2 separate regions of the Sus scrofa genome follow, and region 1 is linked to region 2. Evidence: chromatin contacts called from public Hi-C data. All regions are on one chromosome and are shown on one strand. Each heading gives the region's core, a stretch centred on a gene start, on an enhancer-like site or on the middle of the called end of the contact. The rest is flanking DNA. Distances are from core to core; before and after follow the strand shown. Region 1 has its middle 92 kb from the start of MRPL15. Region 2 has its middle 56 kb from the start of SOX17.

Region 1 (5,867 bases), core at 2,979-5,478, 71 kb after region 2:
GTTGTGGTGTAGGCCGGCAGCTGTAGCTCCGATTCAACCCCTAGCTTGGGAATCTCCATATGCCGAAGGCGCGGCCCTAAAAAGCAAAAAATAAATACATACATACACAAATTCCTTGCTAAGAATTCTAAATAAAGGGCATGACCATAAAACTTACCTTAGGAACCTGGCAATTTTACATCTCTTTTCTTTTTCCTTTTTTCCTTTTTTTTTTTTTTTTTTTTTGAGAATTCTGTTTTATTTGGCCAACAAAACTGAAGACTTAAACCCAGGACACAGTATCTCAGAGAACCCTCAGAGACGGCTCCCAAGCACACATCTTTCTGTGGTAAATAGGTTCTGATGTCTGCATGACTGCAAGTTTTACAGGGGACCCCTCAGGACAAGGTGGAAGAAGCATGATACTGGAGGTCGAACCTGAGGGAGAAAGTTCGAAGACCAATAAGGCCACCAGGGCAAACACCAGGACGCTATCAAGCCCCTGCTGTGAGCCTACAGTCTGCCAGGTACCACGCCACCCAGTTTCCCTCCCATCCCAGGGAGCACCTGCCCCACAGCCACAGTCATCACGTCCCCAACCCCCCCCCAAAAAATGACATGGCCCCCCTTCTCCAAGATGAAAAGGAGAATTTGCTAAAGTGATGGTTTGAGGGATAGTGAACTTCACTGTCACTGCCACAGACAAGTCTTTCCATAACTTTTTTTTTTTTTTTTTTTTTTGCTTTTTAGGGCTTTCCATAAGTTTCACCTATTATCTCCCACTGTATCAAGAGTCTCAATTTCACAATCAACTTTTTACAGGAGAGAAGGAAACTAATTAAAATTGAGAGATGAATCATGATTTAATAAGAACTAAGAGGAAGTAAATAGATTGTCCACAAATGAAATGGAAACTAATTCATAAATATAAAGAAAAATTCTGTAAACTGTGAGTTAAGTTAAATGGCATTTCTGGACTTAGAAAGGGAAAATTATTTTTTTTTTTTTAAAAGGAATACTGGAGTTCCCGTCGTAGTGCAGTGGTTAACGAATCCAACAAGGAACCATGAGGTTGTGGGTTTGATCCCTGCCCTTGCTCAGTGGCTTAAGGAACTGGCATTGCCGTGAGCTGTGGTGTAGGTCACAGACTTGGCTTGGATCTGGCGTTGCTCTGGCTGTGGTGTAGGCCGGCGGTTACAGCTCCGAGTAGACCCCTAGCCTGGGAACCTCCATATGCCACAGGTGCGGCCCTAGAAAAGGCAAAAAGAAAAAAAAAAAAAAAAAGAAAAAGGAATACTCCATCAAGGTCAAAAACCAGTAAGGGTTTAAACTCATTTTATAAAGCCAGTATTAAAACTGGCTAAGATGGTAAATTTTACGTACATTTTACCACAAGCACAAAAAATAAAACAAAGAGGAAAACAATGATAACTCTATTTTATGTTGCATTTATATTTGTTTTGCTTCTTGGGCGCTCAAAATACTCTCAGATGATTTTTTAACCTTTATTTTCTTTTTATCGTGAATATTTTCATCAAAATTAAAAATGCACCATTTACTAAATTAATAATTCAAATTCACTTCTACCTTCTGCAGAAAAATTACACAGCAATTTCATCTTCTACTTTGAGAGTTTAAAGATAATCCCGTCAATTTAAATGAAGGAAATAATCATTAAAAATTCTCAGTATGACTAATATTCACTATGATCAACCGAGACCAACACTTTGAAAATACCTTGTATTTTAAGGTAAAGTGACCAGGAAGAAGAAATGGAGAATTATAACAGGAGAATGATCTAGTTGGTATATCTAGAAAAATACAAAATCGTCAAGTATACAGTCTTCACAAGATCATACTTAGGAACTCAAGTTGTATGAGTCAAAAACCATTCTCGCTCAACATTTGAAAATAATGCAACTGAGATTCAACATTAGTTGACCCAATGTTTTGATAATCCAGTGTACATCACAAACCACACCAAAGGAGTTCTTGTCATGGCTCAGAGAAAACGAATCTGACCAGTATCTGTGAGGATGCAGGTTCGATCCCTGGCCTCGCTCAGTGGGTTAAGAATCCGGTGTTGCGATGAGCTGTGGTGTAGGCCAGTGGCTGCAGCTCCAACTTGACCCCTAGCCTGGGAACCTCCATATGCAGCAGGTGCAGCCCCAAAATGACAAAAACAAACTCCACAACTTAGTAGCTTGAAATAGTCACCATTTAGTTGCTCTTGATCCTGCAGCCGGGGATGGGCTGGTGGTTTCTTCTGCTAGTCTTTGTGGTCCTGCCACAGACCTGGGTACATGTGCCTGGCAGGTTCCCCAGCGTCCAGGCTCAGCTGGATGTGAAATGCCGAGTTTCCCTTTCTATACAGTTTCAGGCCCTGTCCCTCTCTGGGCCCCTCGATCTCCCCAGGAGCCAGACTGCACCTTCCAGACGTCCAGGAACAGAAAGACAGAAGCCGTCCTTCCTCCTTCACACCTGGCATTGCAGCCCCTGACCACAACTTCCACACAGTCCACGAAGGCCCAGGGCCAGCCCAGATTCTGGGGGATGAGAAAGTACACCACCCCGACGAGTGGCCATGACACCAAACAAGAGCCCATGGGGAGGGGGCGGGGGACGTGCTGGGCCTCTTTGGACCCCTGATCCACCACAGGCGGCGAAGGATTTTCAAAGGGCTTGATAAGCACGTGAAATGTCTTTCTTAAAGGACAGTGGGGAACCCATCTAAACAGAAACGTCAACACAAAGAAGATCCTCTAAAACCATGGTTCCAGCTTCTCTTCTAACTCTAACCATTAGCATTTAAAAAAAAAAAAAATGATGAGCACAGGTAGGAATCACAATAACAGCTGTCATTTTGGTGGAGGCCATTAGGTGTTAGAAATTATGCCCTAAGTACCATCTCTGAATCCTTTCTAAACCTTGCAAAGCAAATCCTACCTACCACCTCAGTTTTACAGATGAGAACAATAATGCTTCCAGGGACTAAATACCTTCAAGGCAACACTGAATCCCCCAAATTTTCATTAATAAATTGACTGAGGAAACTTTAGTTACCAAGATCAGAATATATTTAAGAAATGTTATTGTTTATGGTTTTTGCTTTAGCTTTGTTTTTATCTTTTTGGGGCCGTACCTACAGCATACAGAGGTTCCCAGGCTAGAGGGCTGAATCGGAGCTACAGCTGCTGGCCTACACCACAGCCACAGCAATGTGGGATCCGAGCCTCGTCTGCAACCTACACCACAGCTCATGGCAACACCGGATTCTTTGCCGGCAATCCTTTACCTCACTGAGGGAGGCCGGGGATTGAACCCGAGTTCTCATGGATACTAGTTGGGTTCCTTACCACTGAGCCATGATGGGAACTCCTGTTTGTGTATATTTTAATTTAATTTCCCACTTCACCACATGGCACCCATCAGCCTCCACACACACTGGAGAGCATCATTTCATCCGACACCCTAACATCTAAACCACTGAAAGCTTCTGTAAGGAAACTCCCAACACCCCTCAAGCCAGGGTGGAAAAACACCGCACTCTTCTCCAATAACCGCACAATTGTCTTGGGTCCAAAATGGAAAATGCTCTCTCCCTCTTCCTGCTTCTGCCTCCCTCAAGGCTGCAGCCTGGATCTCTGCTGATGCAGACTTTCCCTCCTCAGGGCGGCTGCTTCCTCACGCATTCAGTAAGAGGAAGGGGTGGACAGAGCGTGGAGGCGCCCAGCCGCGGGCCTGGGGCCGGAGGCTTGTCGCTGAGGCCAGGGGTCCCCCGGGAGGAGCAGCGGAGGGAGAAGAATGGGCCCCCGCCCCCCAGGCCTGGGCAGATAAGCATCTCGCCTTCTCCCTCCTTTTCCTTGTTCCCGGGGCTGGCCCTGGGCTGGCCGCCCTGCGCCTTTTAACTGTCAGGGAGCCAATGCCAGGCGCTGGGCGAGCCACCCCCGATGACATGTGAGTTGTGTGTGTTCCAAATTGGCCTTCCTGCCTTTCTGCAAGAAAAACAAACTTGAGCTGGACCCCAACAAACATGACAGGAAAAATAACAACCCTTGTGGAGGGCTGATACTGAAAGTGCTGGGCTCTCCACCCCCAGCCAGGCCGTGAGTGGGGGGGGGGTGCTGCTCCAAGGGGGTGGGGGTGGGGTGGAGCCCCAGCTCAGGAGCCTGGGGAGAGGGGAGTGTGGCAGCCACCACGTTGTTCCCTCTGAGGTCACCTGTGCAAGCCCGTCCCAGATCCCACAATGGCCCCACAACACATCAATGCCGCAGCATCAAGCCCGCACCACAGAGAGGGCAGTCAATGGCTTCGGGTAACACAGCAAAAAAAGCAAGAACCGTATTCCTTCTCCACAGTATCTGACTCCACAGCTCCCACTTTTATTTTTTTGGCTACAGTAAAAAAAAAAAAAAAAAAAATGAGAAAAATGAGAATTCCGAATGCATGCTATTGTTGGACCCATTTCCCAAGATGCTACAAGTCATTAATGGAAAACTGGCGTTATGATTAAACAGTAGCATGAACTATTATTATTATTTTGAGTAATGTGTCTTCTTCAAACTTGAATCCCTCCACCAGCCAGAATCTGCTCTATTTTTCACTGACTTGCCATGGTAAAGTACAAAAGTCTGCAGTGAGTGGGTTGAACTAAACTGAATATAATTTTTTCTACACTGAAGAAAGAATATTGATATATACCCCAAACAACCGAAAGCGGGGATTCAGAGAGGTGTTTACACACCTATATTCTAGCATGATTCACAACAGGCAAACGGTGGAAGCAACCACAAGCCGAGGCTGCATGGCCGGATAAACAAATGTTGTTTATACCCACAAGGGAATATTACTCAGCCTTCAAAGGAAGAACGTCCTGACCCATGGTACAACGCAGTGAACCTTTGTGGACAAAATGCCAAGGAAAATGGCCACTCGTGAGGACAAATACTGAATGATTCCACTTCAACAAGGTCCCTAGAGTCGAGTCACAAAGGTGAGTGGTGCTTGCCAGGGGCTGGTGAGGAGGGAATGGGAGTCCGTACTTAATGGGGACAGAGTTTCCCTCTGGGAAGATGAAAGCGTCTGGGGATGGATGATGGTGATGGTTGCACAAACTCTGAACACCACGCACTATACACCTAAAAATGGCCAGGACAGCAAATTTTACGTTATGCACATTTCACCATAATTTTTTTAAAGAAAGATCAATGTTGAGGCATCTAATACATCTGTATTCAGTCCTGACCAAGGGAGAGAAAAATACTAAATTAGGCTGACATCTTCCCCAGGGTTTGTGCCCTGCTAGAGTCTTCCACTAGCAATAACGGGTTATTCGACCTGCTCTCATCACTAGACCTGAGCTTTACAGGGCAGCCTAGGACCCTGGCATTAGGAGTTTGGCAGATCTCTTTTTTCTGAGGATTTCAGAGCTTCCCTAAGAGGCTATTTCATAGGCAGACACAGTCAGCCATGACTTCTTAAGGTGTGATGTAAAAAAGAAAAACAAAAATTTGCTTTGCCTTTCTATGCAACACTAGCAAACTTTTCAGAGAGACATGAAAAGGTTTTGAATTGTGCCCTTTCATATCTTAAAAAATTAGAAATGTAAACTCTTTCATTAGCCTAACTCTCTTTTGGGAAGCGGGTATAACTTCGATTCCAAAAAAAAATGACAGAGACATTATTAAAAGTAGAAAAATTATGGATCCATCTCACTCATACCTTTCCATACCAAATACTAATACTTTCATCCCAACAACGTGGAGAAAAGATAATACTCTACATTTCACAAAGAATGGCCCATGAATGCAAGGTTTGTTCAATATTCAAAAATTAGTTAGTTGGAGTTCCTACTGTGGCACAACAGGATCAGTGGTGTGCTGGGAGCA
Region 2 (5,241 bases), core at 2,198-4,697:
AATCAACAGGTCAGAGAATAAGCATGAAGGAGGATATGGAGAAGTGGGAACCCTCACATGACCACTGATGGGAATGGAAAATCATGAGCTTCTCTGGAAAACACTCTTGCAGGTCCTCCAAAGATTAAACATAGAGGTAGCCTATGACCCAGCAATTCCACTCTAGAAGTATACCCCAAAATGAAATGTGTGTTCACACAAAAACTCGTTCAGAAATAGTCACAGCAGCATTATTTCTAATAGCCAAAAAATGGAAGCAACCCAAATATCCATCAATAGATGAATAAGCAAATAAAATATTCTACTTTCATACAAGGAATATTAGACAATAAGAAGGAATGAAGTACCAACACATATGTTACAACACAGATGAACCATAAAAATGCTACATTGGAGTTCCTATGGTGGCTCAGTGGTTAATGAACCTGACTAGCATCCATGAGGATGCCAGTTTGATCCCTGGCCTCGCTCATTGGGTCAAGGATCCAGCGTTGCCATGAGCTGTGGTGTAGGTCCTAGACGTGGCTAAGATCCTAGAGTTGCTGTGGCTGTGAGGTAGGCCAGCAGCTCCAGCTCCAATTTGATCCCTAGCCTGGGAACCTCCATATGCCATGGGTGCGTCCCTAAAAAGACAAAAGACAAAAAAAAAAAAAAGCTACATTAAGTGAAAGAAGTCAGACACATATTATATGATTACATTTGTATGCAATGACCGGAACAGGCAAGTCCACAGAGATAGAAAGCAGACCACCATGACTTGAAAAGACACATGTACGCCAATGTTCATTGCAGCACTATATACAACAGCCAAGACATGGAAACAATCTAAATGCCCACTGACAGAGGAATGGATAAAGAGGATGTGGTACATATACACAATGGAATATTACTCAGCCATTAAAAGGAAAGAAATAACGGCATTTGCAGCAACATGGATGGACCTAGAAATTACCATGCTAAGTGAAGTCAGTCAGACAGTGAGACACCAACATCAAATACTATCACTTACATGTGGAATCTAAAAAAAGGACACAATGGAGTTCCCGTCTCAGTGTAGTGGAAACAAATCCAACTAGGAACCATGACATTGCCAGTTCCATCCTTGGCCTCACTTAGTGGGTTAAGGATCCGGCGTAGCCGTGAGCTATGGTGTAAGTAGCAGATGCAGCTGGGATCTGATGTTGCTGTGGCTGTGGTATAGGCCGGCAGCAATAATTCTGATTAGATCCCTAGCCTGGGAATCTCCATATGCCAAGGGTGTGGCCCTATAAAGACAAAAGACAATAAAATAATAAATAAATAAATGAAGGACACAATGAACTTCTTTGCAGAACAGATACTGACTCACAGACTTGGAAAAACTTATGGTTTCCAAATGAGACAGGTTTGGGTGTGGGGGTTGTACTGACGGTTTGGGATGGGAATGCTATAAAATTGGGTGCTGATCATCACTGTACGACTCTAAATGTAATAAAATTCATTGAGTGATTTTTAAAAATTTTTTTTGTCTTTTTGTCTTTTTGTTGTTGTTGTTGTTGATTTTTTAAAATTTTTTAAAAAAGAAAGCAGACTGCTGGTCACCTTGGTCTAGGAGGCGGGACTAAGGAGAGTGACTGCTGATTGTTTTGGAGTCAGGTAATGAAAACGTCTTACAATTACCTATGCTGATGTCTGCACAATAATGAGACCATATTAAAAACAACTGAATTATATACTTTAAATAGATGAATTGCAGTGGATGTGCACTATATCTCACTAAAGTTTATCTAAAAAGTTACATGCATTATGACACAACTTATCTTCAAATTTTAAGACACGCAGGATAGCATTACATATTGTACATACACACACATATCTGGAAACATGCAGGCAAAGGTGGCACCCAAAAATATTGAAAAGTTTGTGCTGGCTCATCAGAATCAATGCCAGCCTTTACCTAGCAGTGAGCCCGCAGAGAACCTGAGTCCAGCAGGTGGGAAAACACAAAGGTCAGACAGCAGCCATCCCTGTGCAGGGATGGGGGAGGAGGGAGGAGAGGCAGCCGCACTCTCCTCAACTCTCTCTTTAAAAGAATCTCCCAGGTAAACATCAAAGTGTTCAGATTTTATCAAAGGTGGCCAGTAAGTACCTGAACATTTTTGTAGGATTCCCTTTATCTTTCTGCATGCTGCAAAGAGTTTTCTTGGCCACACCATGGCATGTGGAGGTTCCCAGGCCAGGGATCAAACCCATGCCACAGCAGTGACAATGCCAGATCCTTAACCCACTGAGCTACCAGGGAACTCCATGCAAAGGTTTTATAGTTTACAAAATTCTGCACTTTTAGACCCGTCCCCCTGAAAGCCATGACAAATGTATGATCAGGGCGGTTTGCTGCTGGTTGTTAAACATTTGCCAGCATTCTGCTGAGTCCAAGCCAAAAAAAGCCTTTTTTTTTTTTTTCTTTTCCACAAAAGCAAGGCTGGGAGGGATATTCGTGGGTAAGAGTGAGGGGCAAAGCTGGTTTAGGTATTGAGGGCAAACCAGGAGCTGCCGTCCAGGTCTGCTGAAATCAGCTTTGCCCTGCAAGAGCGGGAACTGTCATTGAGCACAGAGCAGAGGGCTGGGCTACCCCAGCGCCCCAAACCAGCCTGGCCCAACACTCCTCAAGGAGCAGAGTCCCACTGCCAAAAACTTCCTGACCCGGAAGCAGAAGGTTTAAGAGCATTTCTGGTAACTGTTGGATCGAACCCCTGATTTCTGGGAGCCGGCTGCTTAGAGTCTTAAACGTTCTGGCAGTAGGCATCTAGTTAGAAAGACCTAGGCTGTTGTTTAATAATCTAATCACAATATTCCAAAGCCAAGGACACCAACCAAACAAAACCTAGTGTTTCTTGTCCTTTTTGACACAGTAGTAGGACTGGGGTTTAACGACTTTAAAAGTTAAGATAGTTTAATCGAAAGGCTATGTTTGAAAGTTTAGAGCCAATTCAGTCAAAATACACTGCCAGTAATGACTAGGCATTAAAAGCAAGCTCGCCCCAGTACCCTCGCCAGGTTCCCTGCTTGGGTCGCAGCCTCTTGGCTTTCCTGGTGAAGAAGATGCTCAGGGATTCAGGAGCGGGGCGGGGAGCCCGGGTTGGTGATGAGATGATGCGCTGTATGCAGAGCTCCCGTTACAGGGAAGGTAGTTCTGCCTCCCCGCCCGCCAGAGACGCCCCAGCGATCCCTGCATGACATAAACTGGAAAGTCCTTCCCTTTCCCCAGGTGGCTCATGATCGTGGGCCTCCAGCGCGGATAAAAATACAATGGATGACAGCATTGCAGCGTCTGCAGTTCCCAAGGAAGAGTGGCTTAGACGTTTCCCTGCCGAGCCTGGCGACCGAGCGCCCGGGAGCGCGTCGCAGGCGCTGGGGGCCGGGACAGTCTGTGCCGCGGTGCGGGGGCAGGAAGCCGCGCGCGCCTCCGCAGCGCGCTTGGCCCCAGATAATGCCATTGTGTGACCGGCCGCGACCGCTCCCACCGCCCAGAGCCGGGGCTGGCGTCGGGCGCCCTGGCCGCGGGCCAGCCGGGTCTTGCCGTCTGAAGGCGGCCTGCGCGTCCCCTCCCCGGCGCTGCACACCCAGCGCCGGCCACGCCTCGCCTTCCCGAGGAAATCTGGCCAGAAAGCCAGACTCGGTGACTTCGCCGCCCGGAGCAGCCTTGCCCGCCCCAGCCCTGCCCGGCTTTTGTTTGTGTTCCACTTGGGCGCAGCGCTGGGGTCGGCGCTGCTTTGAGCGGGAGTTGAGGTCCCAGGCCGTCCAGGAGCCCACGATCGCCCTGGCCCTGGGGAGGAGGCCGCGTCCTGCCAGCCCTCCCCGCCCCAGTCACACTCTGACCCCTCCTCTACGAGAGACCCTGGAGCTCGCCACCCCTCCAGGAGCCCTCCTCACCAAGGACTATTTTAGACCGATTTAGCAGCGATATTGTTTGATTTTAACTGGACATTGTTCTAAACACACAAAAGAGTTCAAGGATGTGGCCAGCGGCGTTTTGTTCTTCTGCCCCCCTCCCCCCTCCTCCCTCCCCAGGCTGTCAGGTTTCTCTGGGAAAATGGGATGAAAATGGTCGGGACGTTTCCACAATAAAGCACTCTAAAATATTTTTTTAAGATTTCCTTTCTAGTCATGTCAAGATTATAACTCAAATCTGCACAAGTCAGGAAATTCCAAATTTATGTTGACACTTTCCCCTTAAAACCCTCACAAGATGATAAACAGTGTAAAAATTCTGTTCCAATTCAAAGGTTCCAAATACGACTCAGGTTGCCAGATCCTGGCTAAAAGGTGCTTCAGGACAAGAAAGAATGCCTTTTAAGAGGTAAATATAAGCTTTTAGGATAATAATTTTTCTAAATGAGTTCTCAGATGGGTTGGCTCCTTGATTTTAATTTCTACAAATTGAAGGGAATTCTGTTTAATGGTGGAAGCAGTTCTCAAAGTGGGAATGAGAACAGGTGTCGCCCAGGGGGCCTTTCTGGACCACCCAGTCAGTCAGTCCACTCTCAAAGTTTCCGTCAGCCCCAAGCAGAACATCCCGGGCAGTGGCTCAGCCTCCCAGGGGGACAGGATTGGCCCGACCCCAGCACCACCACAAGCGAGCCTCAGATGAGAGCATATTATTTGGCGTGTCTCAGTTTCCTCATCTACCAAATGGAGCATGAGCACAGTAACTACCTCATGAGTTATTTGAGATTGAATGAGAAGATGGTAGCCTAAGAAAGTGCTTCTAAAAATTCCTCCATAAACATTAGTGAAACTAACAATCATCTAACAATAGTATTTGTGATGTTAAGAAAAATAAGCACTGCGGGCATGGGTGTCAGAAAAGCACCCCTGAATACAGTTTAGATCTGAGCAGAGAGAACGGAAGAAAATCTTAAGGATAAAGGTTTTTTTTTTGATGTACAGTTGATGTACAATAATCCATAAATTACAGGTGTACAAAAGAGTGATGCACAATTTTTAAGGTTATACTCCATTTATAGTTATTATAAAATACTGGCTATGTTCCCCATGTTGTACAATGTATCTTCATAGCTTATCGTATAGTTTGTATCCCCAAATTTCCCACCCCTGCCCCCGACCCTTCCCTCTCCCCACTGGTAATCATTAGTTTGTTCTCCGTATCTGTGAGTCTTTTTTTATGTTACATACACTAGTTTGTTGTATTTTTTAGATTCTACATACAAGCAATATCATACAGTATTTGTCTTTCGGTGA

The links. A called contact is a pair of places that touch in the nucleus more often than the background predicts.
Region 1: a Hi-C map of heart right ventricle shows a contact between it and region 2, with 1.9 times the contacts expected there. The contact joins two enhancer-like sites. A contact is called at or near these places in 3 of 47 Hi-C or Micro-C datasets (epiblast stem cells, heart right ventricle and skeletal muscle).

Annotation. Positions count from the first base shown.
Region 1 is chr4:76,980,488-76,986,354 of Sscrofa11.1, forward strand. No RefSeq gene overlaps it. Among named protein-coding and RNA genes, the nearest start is that of MRPL15, 92 kb to the right of the region's middle. Within about 2 kb of position 4,229, at least 9 of the 83 cell types and tissues checked have an H3K27ac peak or open chromatin away from gene starts, as enhancers often do.
Region 2 is chr4:76,910,689-76,915,929 of Sscrofa11.1, forward strand. No RefSeq gene overlaps it. Among named protein-coding and RNA genes, the nearest start is that of SOX17, 56 kb to the left of the region's middle. Within about 2 kb of position 3,448, at least 23 of the 83 cell types and tissues checked have an H3K27ac peak or open chromatin away from gene starts, as enhancers often do.